4 separate regions of the Mus musculus genome follow, and regions 2, 3 and 4 are each linked to region 1. Evidence: chromatin contacts called from public promoter capture Hi-C data. All regions are on one chromosome and are shown on one strand. The core of a region is the stretch at or near the end of the contact, and the rest is flanking DNA. Distances in the headings are between cores, read along the strand shown. Region 1 holds the start of Phka2 (phosphorylase kinase alpha 2). Region 2 holds the start of Syap1 (synapse associated protein 1). Region 3 holds the start of Rbbp7 (retinoblastoma binding protein 7, chromatin remodeling factor). Region 4 holds the start of Reps2 (RALBP1 associated Eps domain containing protein 2).

The links. Promoter capture Hi-C pulls out the DNA fragments that hold promoters and counts their contacts.
Region 2: a promoter capture Hi-C map of liver shows a contact between it and region 1, with 4 times the contacts expected there. The contact joins the promoter of Syap1 here to the promoter of Phka2 in region 1. A contact is called at or near these places in 3 of 39 promoter capture datasets (erythroid cells and liver).
Region 3: a promoter capture Hi-C map of pre-B cells shows a contact between it and region 1, with 2.4 times the contacts expected there. The contact joins the promoter of Rbbp7 here to the promoter of Phka2 in region 1. A contact is called at or near these places in 1 of 39 promoter capture datasets (pre-B cells) and 1 of 115 datasets of contacts at active chromatin or transcription factors (astrocytes).
Region 4: a contact with region 1 is called in a promoter capture Hi-C map of erythroid cells, with 37 times the contacts expected there. The contact joins the promoter of Reps2 here to the promoter of Phka2 in region 1.

What each region holds. Positions count from the first base shown.
Region 1 is chrX:160,500,586-160,503,838 of GRCm38.p6, reverse strand. Phka2 (phosphorylase kinase alpha 2) reads right to left here and starts at 1,677. Exons shown (of 33, transcript NM_172783.4): 1 at 935-1,677. The coding sequence starts at 1,012.
Region 2 is chrX:162,886,900-162,890,152 of GRCm38.p6, reverse strand. Syap1 (synapse associated protein 1) reads left to right here and starts at 1,691. Exons shown (of 9, transcript NM_025932.2): 1 at 1,691-2,084. The coding sequence starts at 1,868.
Region 3 is chrX:162,758,632-162,761,884 of GRCm38.p6, reverse strand. Rbbp7 (retinoblastoma binding protein 7, chromatin remodeling factor) reads right to left here and starts at 1,513. Exons shown (of 12, transcript NM_009031.3): 1 at 1,178-1,513; 2 at 166-310. The coding sequence starts at 1,193.
Region 4 is chrX:162,642,198-162,645,450 of GRCm38.p6, reverse strand. It overlaps Reps2 (RALBP1 associated Eps domain containing protein 2), which reads left to right and starts at 1,793. Exons shown (of 18, transcript NM_178256.4): 1 at 1,793-2,177. The coding sequence starts at 1,944.

The sequences.
Region 1 (3,253 bases), core at 428-2,927:
CTACCAGGTAAACTACCACTAAGTCACACCACTGGCAGTACCATTTATTCATTTTATGTAGTTTGTATGATGCCTTGCATAGAAAAGATACACAATAAATTCTTCCTGAGTGAGAGGTCAAGGAATTAGCTAAGAAGAAAAAAAAAAGGTTAATGGTTTGGAAATGACCACCAACTGCTACTTCCTTCTCTGACTCTCAAAGCCCTAAAAATAGCTGCTGCCAACTGAAGGCAAGCAATATAGCTGATGTCTTTGCTCTGAACAAAAATAGCTCAGTGGTCTTACATTGGGCACTCACACATAACTTTTGCCAAGCAGGAAGCATAGCAGGCGTATTCATACCTGAGATTATATGCACAGTTTCACAGGACCCCTTGATGCTGATGCTCTGTGCCCAGAAGTTTTGTTGGCTGTAAAGCAGCAACCAGAGTGGTCATAGGGTCCTCTCAGGGGGATTTCTAACAAGGGAGGGGCAGTAACAGTTGCCCACACTCTGGTCAGATGCAAGCCTTGGGAGTTTTTCACTCCTGCCTACTGTTCCCAGAGTAGAGTTAGTTCACTGTTCTCCTTCAGTGTGCTCTGTCCAACCTAACAGACTTCTTTCATCCAAAAGAGGCAGTAAGGAAGGACCTCGAGGGGGGTGTCCCGATGGGGGGAAAAAGAGGAAGGGAGGAGGAAGAGGAGAGAAAAAAAAAGGTCCCAGAATTCTGCAAAGCAGCCGCAGCAACTGTTCAAAAGCCAGAATGCCTGACTTGTGAGTAAAGTGAATAAAATAGCGATAAGGGAGTAGGGTGATAACTGGCTAGCAAAGGACTGGATTAAAGTCGGAAACCTCTTAAATAAATGCAAGCTCTCATGAGTGACAGAGGCCTTGGGGAGAATGAGTTATATCAGTGGGCAGTTTCCACCGTTCTCTGGGCTGCTCTCTGTTTACCTGGTAACACAGGATGGTTTGCTGCACCAGCCTCGCGTACCCGTCCAGGCGGACCCCAGAATTGCTCCTGCTCCGCATCTCGCCCAAGCTCATGGGCCACGGAGCTGGACCTGCCCGCTGGTGTCCGCCAAAGTTGCCGCCTCCAAGCTGACCTGGTCCTCAAAACATTCAGCGTCAATGAGTTTCTTCAAAGGGGGCCGAGAGGAAGAGTTTTCAAACTGAGAGACCCAAAGTATGACTTGCAAGGCGAGCCAACCAGAGTGTCGCGCCGCTGGGCGGTGCGGGGGAGGAGACGGGGGTGGCGCTATCGCGGCCCGGCTTCCTCCCGGTCAGCAGCTGCCCCGAGGGTTTCTAGTCCCACCACCATGCTCGACAGAACCTAGACTGGGCACTAGGCTGGAGAAAGGCCTTGGCGGTACCCCTCTGTTTTGGGAGGCGGCTCCGGGTTGCTTGGGAGCTCACCTAAGCTTTACTAGGCTCCGCCCCCCTCGTGGGGCGGACTCTCCAAGTCTCCGCCTAAAGGGAGAGGGTCTACAGAGGAAGGCCGCTGGGAGCGGCGGGGAGCTGGGCTCTTAACGGAAATTCAGTTTTTTTTATTGACTTTGCTCCTACCTCAACCTGCTTCCAACCGCGGCTGAGGCTAAAGGAGCAGAGTCCTTCGGTCGCGGCCCCCGGGGTACGGAGGCCACCCCTCACGCCGGCCCGAACCAAGAAGCGGAACCCGTGCAGTCCCGCCCGGAAGGAACGCGTTGGGGGGGCGGTACCGATCTGCTCGCAGCTCCGCCCCCAGTCCGCCTCCTCCGTGGGGTTTGGAGCCCTCCTTGTCATGGCCTGACCAGGAAGGAAAATGGGGCAGCCCGCAGGAGTATGGAGAACTTGGATGGAAGCAGAGAACAAGTCGGCTTTCTGGGTCGGCAATGACAAGGTCTCCTGAGCGGAGCCGCCAAACCCACCGGAGACTAGAAAGAGGCTGGGCCGCCTGGGCATCCTTCGGATGACCGGCCGTCATAGCCCCGCCCTGTCCTGGGCCTCACCTGAGGACAGAGTCCCCATAGTGGAGCTCAGCACTGAAAGCAAGAAAGGGAGGCCTGAGTACTGTCCTCCACATACACTCCTGGTACCCGTGGCTCCTGGCCTTAGCTCCTGGGAGAATTTTGCAGTTCATTTATAATAGTATATTTTGAAATTTGGCATCCCATTAGTTGTCAAGGTTGCTAACCACAGGCCGCATTCTTTGATCCTGTCTTCATTGTCCATCAAAATCTGGCCCACAAATAAATTTGACTGGGCAGCTGTTCTAATGTAATTGCTTCCACAAGCACTTTGTTATTCTCCACTTTGACCCATTTCATTGTCTAAAACTTACCTTTGCCTTAAAGACTAGGTCAGCCCACTCATTAGCGTTTCCAATTTTCTGGATTCCTATAGCAGTTTCCTCAGTAAAGATGGGGCAACGAGTCAGTTCGAACTGCACTTTATTCCATTTCTGATTTATATAGACATTTGTGTTACTGTTTCAGTTGTTTGACTTTTACTGTTTTTATCTGTTGGGGTAAACCTCATGCCTTGTAATGTGACAAGGTCAAGTGCGTGTAGCACATACTTGACTCAGAGTGGCACTTAAACCAGAGCTATTTTCAGCACCATTTGGAAATAGTGTATTGTTTACATTTTAACTGAGGCATACTTTTCTAACTGGATTATGAGATGCTTATGAAATAGCTTGGTATCTCCCACCACACCTGGCACAGAGTTGATTGTACATGTGTCTAGGGCTCAATGTTGATGGACTGAAAATGAGTCCTGCTTATTTGACTCCCCTTATAGTTAGTCTTTAACTAAAGCACCCAACCCCTATCAGCCCACATACTTTTTCTCTGAGACAGAGTCTTGTCATGTAGCCTAGGCTGCTCTCAACTATATTATGTATCCAAGACTATTCCTCAAACTCACAGCAATACTTCTTTCCTCGGCATCCAAAGTGTTGGGATTCTGAGTACGTGCCACCACACCCAGCTCGAGTACTTTTCAACATTCTTTTCAAGCCTTGGTGCATGTATATGTTTTACATTGGGCAGTTCCCCTCATATCTTCTTACCATTCTTTTCTCAACTCATTATTTGTTTTAATAATGGCACTGAAGTTATGAAACAGTGCACAATGTACTTCCATGTAGGAGTTGCTGTGGCCTAGGGAGTAAGATTAAGCATTCAATTACCATAATTGAATCCCTTTAGTAATCTTTCTATGTACCTTTCCTGGAGATTTCATATATTCTTCTGTATTTAAAAGGTGGCATCATTGCTTATTTTTAGGATG
Region 2 (3,253 bases), core at 442-2,941, 2.4 Mb before region 1:
CAGATGGTTGTGAGCCACAATGTGGTTGCTGGGATTTGAACTCAGGACCTTTGGAACAGCAGTCAGTGCTCTTAACCGCTGAGCCATCTCTCCAGCCCTATTTTAATCTTTATTATGCTTTATTTAGTGTGTGGGGTTTGGGGAGAACACAATGCACACTGATACAGACAAGAGAACAAGTTTCAGGAGTGGGCTATTTTCTTCTGCCATGTGGAGATCAGGGCTGAGCACGTAAACTACCAGGGTTTTAAATTCTAAGTGCCACTCATTTGGTTGTTTGGGAAAGGGTCTCATGTAGCTCTGGCTTGTGTTGAACTCAAGATCCTCCTGCCTCAGCTTCCTGAATGCTGAGAATACAAGCATGTATCACCCCATTCAGCCAGGTCTATTCCATATGTGTGCGCATGATTTGCTGTGTTGGGCATGTGTTTTAGCAGTCTACCACTGACTGAGCTTCAGTCCCAGTAAGTTCTCTAAGCTATTGTGTGAAATACTTTAAATTTTATTTATGGTATAGGTAGTCACAGAGCCTGTGTAGAGATCAGAGGACAGAGAACCTGCAAGGGTCAGTTTTATCAGATAGGTACCAGGAATCAAACTCAGGTTGCCAAACTTGGTGGCAAGTACCTTTACCTGCTAATCCATTTTACCTACCCACTGTAAACCAATTTTTAATCTATAAGTACCCCACCCCAACTTCTTCCTTACAATTAATTTCCTTTCTTTCTTTCTTTCTTTTTTTTTTTTTTTTTTTTTTGGTATTTTGAGACAGGGTTTTTCTGGCTGTCCTGGAACTCACTTTGTGGACCAGGCTGGCCTCGAACTCAGAAATCCTCCTGCCTCTGCCTCCCGAGGGCTGGGATTAAAGGCATGTGCCACCACGCTCAGCTGATTTCCTTCCTTTTTTCCTTTAGGTTTTTTTTTTTTTTTAATGTTCTGCTCTTGACACAAGAACTTAGGTAGCCCAGGCTGGCCTAAATCACTATGCATTACTCCCAGCTTTGGGTTAAACTCAGGAGGAGGCTTGAGGCCTCCTTTTCCAAGGGTGGGGGTGTAACCCGGTCCAGCTGGCCCTAAAAAAGGAGGCTGTCATCTCGAGGTAATCACAAAGTGAGACCAGGTAGGAGAGCCCCCAAAGATGCCAACCACACACCTATAAAGCTGGGGAAAATAAGCCGGGCGTGGTGGCGCACGCCTTTAATCCCAGCACTTGGGAGGCAGAGGCAGGCGGATTTCTGAGTTCGAGGACAGCCTGGTCTACAAAGTGAGTTCCAGGACAGCCAGGGCTACACAGAGAAACCCTGTCTTGAAAAAGCCAAAAACAAAACAAAACAAACAAACAAACAAAAAACAAAGCTGGGGAAAATAGAAAAGTGGGTAGAGAGCAAGAAGAGCTCAGCGGAGAAAACCCTTTTGGCCCTTAGCCTCTTTTCCAAAAGCAGGGGGAGGCGGGGAGGCGGGGAGGCGGGGAGGCGGGGAGGCGGGGAGGCGGGGAGGCGGGGAGGCGGGGAGGCGGGGAGGCGGGGAGGCGGGGAGGCGGGGAGGCGGGGAGGCGGGGAGGCGGGGAGGCGGGGAGGCGGGGAGGCGGGGAGGCGGGGAGGCGGGGAGGCGGGGAGGCGGGGAGGCGGGGAGGCGGGGAGGCGGGGAGGCGGGGAGTCGATGCAGAGGGGGCGGAGCCTTAGCCGGACATGACGCATGCGCGGCCAGCTGAGCCGCCGTCAGAGAGGGTGGGCCAAGCTTCGGGAGGTCTCCGGTTCCGGTCAGTCTCCCTCGAAGACCAGCGGAGTCGGATCAGCCAGTGGTTAAGGGTGCCAGGGCTCTTGGGCGAGGGGACCGCGGCAGAGGCGGCGGTGACCCCGCGGGCGGGATGTTCGGAGGGTTGAGCAGTTGGCTGGGCTTGAAGCCGCCCGAGGGGGCGGCGGCGGAGGGAGAAGAGCCTCCCAGCCGGGACGGGGACAAGCTGTCCGCGGGAGCCGCGCCTTCTGAGGAGAGCCCCGAGCGGCCCGTGGAGCCCACTGAGGAGCAGCAGCAGCAGCCGCCGACGGAGGACCCACAGTTCCTCCACCAGGCCAAAGGCCTTGGCAGTGAGTTCTCTCTGGGACCTGAGAGTGGACTGGGAGGGGACGCGGGGATGTTGATGTACGAGGAGGGGGACGGTCCTCTCTGACATGGGCTAGTTGGCTAAGGAGCTGGACAACGCCAAAGTTCACCAAGCAGTCACTTCATCTCCTCGACGTGCCTAAGGACTTGTCGCTTTCCTGCAAAGTTTGTAAACTTGGGAAGCCGGAAAGCGATCAGTGTGCTGCTGTCTTCAGGGTTTTGACAAGGAATTCGGTTTGTTCAACTTGAAAACGTTCATTTGAATCTCCAACTCTGACTCCCAGCTAGAATTGGTTTAGAAAAATGCCTTTTGTCCCAAGAAAGGACTGAAAGGTATTGTCTAAAGTAACTTCGTTAAGTTACTCGAGCCGTGGTGGTGGCTCACGCCTTTAATCCCAGTACTCAGGAGACAGAGGCAGGCAGATTTCTGAGTTCGAGGCCAGCCTGGTCTACAGAGTGAGTTCCAGGACAGCCAGGGCTATACAGAGAAACCCTGTCCAAAAAAAAAGTTACTCGAGCCATAGTCATTCATGCCTTCTTTTGATTTTTTTGAAGCAGGGTCTCAATCAGCCCTAGATGGTTTCGAACTTGCCATAAAGTCAAGGATGACCTTGATCCTCTCACCTCTGCTTCCCTGTCGCTTCGCGATCAGTATTTTTTTTTCTTTTCCCCTTTCAGCAGGACCTTTTTCCCTTAAGGTGGGAAAGAAGGTGCCAATTGTCTGCTATACTCAAGTTCCAGTGCTAGATCTTTGGTGAATAATAAATCCCTCATTTCATCTATTCACAATCCCCAAGGGGTTGGGGAAACAAGTCCAGCGTTTTACTGATAGTAGTACAAGTAGATTTTGAGCCAAAAATCTACCTGATTTCACTTTCCAATTTTATTATCCAGTTGAACAAACAGTAGTTCTTAAGAATATAAATACCTGCTGTATTAATTCTCGAGAGACTTTGGCAGGCTTACATAGTTAAAGAATGTGATTTGGGGGGAGGTGGGCCCTAAGCAGAAGTAAACATAAGAGAATTGCAACAAAAATATCTACTAAATTTTGTGAGGCTTTTTGTTCTTTTTGAGATAGCCAAAGCTGGCTTCAAATTCATATGGCCAAGGCTGGCCTTGAACCCAGCCCTCCTTCCTCTCTCCCGATTAC
Region 3 (3,253 bases), core at 264-2,763, 2.3 Mb before region 1:
TCTACGATAGAAACCATCTTAAGTTTTGAACAACCACTTGCCGCCTCACCCTCGGCCTAACCAATTAGGTATTTATGTTCTGTGTGTAAAATAACATTAACAATACCTAGAAATTTAACATGGTACTTAAATCTACACAAAATAGAAGTTGGCAGAAACCCTTACTTAGTCACTTCAGGAAGCCACTGAACGGTAAGACTGGGCCACTGAAGAGCATGGGTCATAACCAGGTCATACAGAAACGGTGTATTCTTCTTCCAGATTTTATACTCTTCGTTGATGACACGCTCCTCCACAGTATCTTCAAACACTGAAATTTGGAGAAAGCCCACAATTAAGTGGCTGAGAAGGCTCGGAGTCAAAGGCATGGCTACGGATCCTGGAGGTCACCTCGAGACGGCCACACCTTATCTATTCTTTCCTTTTACCTATCCTGCTCACACGAACTGCTCTCCCACAAAGTGAGAAGATCAACATCAGGAAGCGTTTTCGCCTCCACTTCCAAGATCGGGATTCCGGCGCTTACCCGAATTGGGTCATTAATTGCCCTACCACCGAGCTCGTCAGCCTTTTTATAGCCGCTCGCACCTGTTCTACGATGATCCGCATTGTAAACCGGTGCCCCGACCCACTCGAATAGATCCAATCCACGTGGAACAGCAGCAGCCCACAGGCCTGCTCCCTCCACCCCCCACCCTCGCAGGAGGCCCCAGCTCCCCACCAAGCCACGATCGGCAGCCATAGTCCGGCGGGATCCAGCTCCTCCCCCCCCTCCCGACACGGACACGGGCCGCGACCCCAGACGGACGACGACCACGCGCACGGAAGAATCCGCGCCCGCCGCTGACTTCTCGGGCCGCGAGCGCCTGCGCCCCCGAGCCAAGGGCGTCGGAGGGAGCTAGGCCGCGGGGTGGGGGTGGGGGTGGGGGAAGGGGGGCCTCTCTCTCGGCCCCCGCGCCCGGCTCCGGAAATGCTCCCGGCCCTCGGCGGCGACCAGGCCCCGTGTCGCGCAGGCCCCCTTGCAGGCGCGCGGCGAGTCTCGCGCCCAGCCCCGCCCCCTGCTCCTCACGCCAATTCGCGCCTTTCGTCAGCGCGTGCCGAGGCCTCGGGAGCCCGCCAGCCCCCCGGAGTCCCGGCGCCCGCACGCCCGCCCGCCCCACAGGGCAGGCATCCTTACTCTCTTTACTCGCCATCTTGCGTCGGGTCGTTTCGCCCCCCTTGGCCGCCTCGGACTTCTCTCTCGCTAGTCAAGAGCAGCCCGGCAGGCGCTCCTTGCCTCTCCCAGGCACGTCACGCAGTCCTCGCTCGGAAAAGCCTGAGTTCGGTCTGGCCGTCTGGGTTCTCCCCCCAGACGCCGCGATCTCCTCTTCTGCCTCCTCCCCGCTGGCGGGTAGCGAGGTCTGAGCCGCTCTCCTCTCTCTCCCTCTCGCCAAACTTGGAACGAGACTTTTCAACCCGCGCCTCTCAGCCCGCCCAGGCAGCTGAGCGCAGGCGCAGCCGCCCTGGGAAATTGGAGAGGCGGAGAAGAGGCGGGCCTGGGAGCCAACGGCTCGGCGGCTTGGACCAATAGCGTGCGACGGGAGGGTCTGACGCGCTCTCCGGGGGTGGGCTTCTCGAGAGTGGGTGGGGCGTTCCGCGGCAGGAAGTCGGCGAGGCGCAGGCGCGAGGCGTCACTCCCCAGGCTGGCCGCGGGGGCGGCTGGGCCCGCGCGGGGGTGGGGCGGATGCGAGCGCGGTGTGCAGGCTGCGCGGGGGCTGCGAGCCCCAGGGCCAAGAAGCCTGGGGCCCGCGGGGCGTGGTTGCTTAAAGCAGCAGCCGCGGCGGCGGCGGCGGCGGCGGGGGTGTGCGAGGGGGGCAGGGAAGCTGCAGCCGCCTTAGCAAAGCAAAATCTCAGAGCCAGTGAGGAAAATGGTTTCCTGGTCTCGAGAGATTACACTGCCCGCAAAGTCTCCCAGATAATCACGGCCACGCAGTTTTCTGCACCCCTCAAAGGCTCCCCCATTCAACTGTATCGAGGGCCCAGTCGAGCTCTGGTGACATTTGTCATAAGCGAAAGGGACCTTTAGGAGAGACCTTGGGCGGGTTTTTCTTTTTTCTCCCAGAAGCTGGGCAGACCTTTATTTAAGGCCTGCGATGGCGCAGGCCTTCAATCCGCCCCTCGTCGAAAGTTGACTTAAATGACTTTTTGTATGTTCACCTTTGTGCGTCCTTAACCTACTGGTTCTTTAGCTTCCTGCTGCTGCAGGGGATTTTGTGCCTGCCACTGCTTCCCTATCTCAGTTCCTGCCTAGGCCCCTGCTGAGTCATTCTTGTCACCTGAAGGGGTCCCATTTTGACCCTGCAGCTGGCTGCTGAACTGGAGAGAGCTGGGCTGGGCTAATCTAGGCCTGCATACCTGAGCTCTGCATTTCTCTGAAGCTTTTTAGCCTTGGGGGGGGGGGTGAAGAGAAAGCCACATGATCCCAGGGAGAAAAAGAGGGCCAGAGCAGAGGGGCCCAGGCGCCTACGCTTAAAGGGAACCACAGTCTACATCTAAACTCAGAGGCTCTCCTTGCAGAAACACCCCCGGAACATTTGTTCCCTTGATAGCTTTCCAAGTGCCTTCATGCTTAAACGCAACCATGCAGAGGCCTCGAGGATGCTCTCTTTTCTGATCGAGAAACCAACTCAGACGTTACTCTAGTATGTGACAGAAACAGTCACGTTCCCTTATATAGAAATTTACTGTCTTGGGTCTCTTGTTTTCCCATGTGGTACAATTCATTATTATAACGCCCTCCCTCCATGTCAGCTCCAAGAATCTTGCTGGTGACTAACGCTGAAGAGGTGGCTGGAGGCGGGAGGGGGGCGGTTAGAAGAGTGGAGTAGCATGGGTCCTCCGAGTTCTAGAACACTGGTGGTCAAACTTTTTTTTTTTGACAGGGGTCAGGCAGCCTTCGGTGTTGTAACACAACAGCCATAGAAAATATGGATAAGCCTGGCCATCTTCCAGCAAAACTATAGACACTGAAATCTGAACTCTGTGTACTTTTCACAGGTCACAAAATATTCTCTCTCTGTGTTTTTTTTTTCAATCACTTGGAAATGAAAAAAATCATGCTTTGCTTCAGGGCCATGCAAAAGCCCCTTGGTGGGCGAGATTTAAAGGACTGGAGCTTGTCCACCTTGTTCTAGAATAATTGTGTCCTACAGCTCTGCTTCAGCAGGAACTATGTGTACTCAGAGAAGACTTGAGAGGTGATTTCCTGTCAGTA
Region 4 (3,253 bases), core at 544-3,043, 2.1 Mb before region 1:
TGGAATATATATATATTCTTAATACACACATATTCTTTTATCCCTCTTTTATCACTATGTAGCCCTGGCTGGCATGAGACTCAGTAGCCCAGGCTGGTCTCAAACTCACAGAGATCCTTTGGCCTCTGCATCGTGAGTTCTGGGTTTACAAAGGTATGTGACACCAGGTCTAGGTCTAACAGGTCCTTTAATTAGTGTTTAATCACAAAGAGGTTTCCCCTTTTTGGTTAGTGTTTTGGCATGAGGCATGCATGTACAATGGTTACATTTGTGCAACTCTTCTCAAGAACAATGGCACTTAAGATTTTTCTTTTGGAACCCAGTGTGGTGGCACATGTCTTTTATCCCAGCACTCGGGAGGCAGAAACAGGCAGATCTCCATGAGTTTGAGGTCAGCATGGTTTGAGGCCACAGAGAGTTCTAGGACAGCCAGGGCTATGTAGAGAGACCCTGCCCTAAAAAATAAAAAACAGATTTTTCTTTTGGAAAAAATGCAAATATACAAGACTTATAACTGACATTTTCAACACTGTTGTGGGGCAGACGTTTTTCTTCTAGTATATTATTTGTGGATCCCCCCCCCTTTTTTTTGCAGGCTAGCTTGTAATTCACAGTGTAGCTAGAGTAGATTCAAAATTTTGGTCATTCCCCTGCCCCAGCCTCCTAGTGTTAAGGTTACAAACAAGAACCACCACACTTTTGGCTAGAGCAATAGCCATCAGGGAAGAAGCCCATTTGAACACACACACACACACACACACACACACACACACACACACACACGCACACGCACACGCACACGCACACTGGGTTTTAAAGTTCTGAGTTCCAGTGTTGACTTTTTTGGTAGGAACTTGGACAAATAAATTTTGGACAAAATGTAAAAAACTGTTGTTTTCCTGCCAAAAGAAGTGTTTTCTGAGCCAGATGTCTTAAGAAAAGACCTTGTCTAAAAAAAAAAAAATAAGAAAATAAAAAAATCCTTCCAGAAAGTGAGGACTCTGTGTTACAGAGGTCAGTACTTTCAGGACTTAAGAAGCATAAATTTTCCAGATAGTGTCTCTCACCAACTGTTTCCCAGATTTCAGTCAAGCAGTGGAGCATAATGGACCTCATATCTGAAAAACAAACAAACAAACAAAACCCCAAAACGCCTCTTCCCACTTCTTTCTCAAGGACCTTCTGAAGTACCTTCTTCAAGAAATACCTTCTGGCACTTCTCAGTAAGGTTCAAATCCAGATCCCAGCCATACCTGAGAAAGTGGCCAAACCCCATCATCTCTGGGGTGCTGCTGGGACCCCATTCACATCTTTGTTTTTGTTTGTTTGGTTGTTTTTTTTTTTTTTTTTTTTTAGCTTTTCAGGACATAGGAGGAAGGGAAATCCAACTTTTTGTGACTGGTCCTTTTTCTAATTGGACACCACATCCCTATGGGACTCCTAATGAGACAACATCTCAGTTTTCCCCATCCCCTGAAAAACTCTTTTTCTTGTGTGTGTGTCCAGATGTTCCCTTCTTAGCCAGGGTGGAGAGCCCAAGATGCCCCTCAGGAACACGGTGGGCTAGGTGGGCGTTGGCAGCAGCTCTCTCTGCCTGGCCTCCCTTGCAGAGCAGGTGAAAGGCTTGGGAGGGCGGCAGCCAGAGTTGCGTTCCTTACCTGGCGAAGGGGCGGAGCGGGGCGGGCTTTCGGGGAGGGGCCCAGGTGGGATTTCGGGCTGTGATTGGTCAGCGCCGCGCCTGTCTCCATGTGCCGCGCAGAGGAGGCACAACATTCAAGCCCGGAGGGGGCGGGGCCGGCGCTCTCTTGGAGGAAGCGGCGGCGCTGCAGCTGCGGGGCGTGGGGGCGGCGGCTTCGGAGGCCGAGGCGGCGGTGGTGGCCCTGGCGGCAGCACCAGCACCTCGGCCAGGGAAGGCGGTCGGTTCGGACGCTACAGAAGGCCCTATGGAAGTGGCAGCGGGCGGAGGCTGCGGCGCCGGGCCGCCTTTGCTGCTGAGCGATAGCGAGCAGCAGTGCTACTCTGAGCTCTTCGCGCGCTGTGCGGGCGCTGCAAGCGGGGGCCCCGGACCTGGTCCCCCCGAGGCTACCAGGGTCGCCCCCGGCACTGCCACTGCGGCCGCTGGTCCAGTAGCTGATCTGTTTCGAGCGTCGCAGCTGCCACCAGAGACATTGCACCAGGTATGTCTCTGCGCTCTTTTATCCCTCTCTGGTCTGTGGGGGCAGTGTCTATGGGAAGAATGGGGCAACAACGACTATTCCCAGGGACTATTCCCGGAGATCTGGAGGGCGGTGGCCAGGACCGCAAAAAAAAAAAAAAAAAAAAAAAAAAAAAAAGGGGGGTGCTCTCTTGCCGAGGATGGCGGCGACGCCCTTGTCCCCAGGGACACCAGCCTCCTCTGCAGCTCATCTGCTCCTAGCCTAGTGCTTGGCTGTGCTCTTCGTCTCTTGAGAAAGTCTGACACCCCTATCATATCTGGGGGTTCTACAATCTCCCAGACCCAAAGTTTGCCCTGTTCCGAAAGTGATGTTTGTTTTGGCTGCTGTTTGCTTTAACCTCTGTTCCTTGCTCCTGCCCCTCCCTTTGTTGACTACACTCTCGGGGTGCCTTGTTGGGATTTGAACTTGAAGGGTGTGTACATGTGTGTCTGTAGGCTCTGGGCCTACAGCTACATGTTGTCCTTTATACTTGTGATATGTACATATCTGCTACATAGATTTGTTCACTAATGTATTTCTGATTATTAGTATAGAACTGGAAAACCTTAAAGCCCAATTGTAGAACAGGGACTCAGGGCTACAAGATAGGAACATTGATCAAGTTCAAAGTAAGTTCCCCATTTGGGTCCAGGGGTGGATTCAGAAGTCTACAGCTGTAGTTTGTCATCTTATTGTCACTTGACTTTGACGTGGAGTTACGAAACAGACGGTGTCATAGCTTCTGTCTGTCTGCCCCGTACCTGGAAAGGAGGGAGGAGTGATTCACTGCAGGTGCTGTTTTGTGCTTTCCTCGAGGCTTGGAGAAATTGCTTGGGAAGCCCTTTGTCTGTCGGTTGATGTTACCAGCAGTAAATGGGGATCATATTGTTAATATCAAGCCCTAAATGTGAACCTATACTTAAAAAGCAATAGTGTGAAAGTTATTAGCAACAATGGAATATTTACAGTGGTGAGCAAATGCTTTAAAATGTAGTTCCTAGGAAGTACTGACGGTTTTATGGTTCACTTATCATATCTTTCTCTGCCTTTGTGAGGCC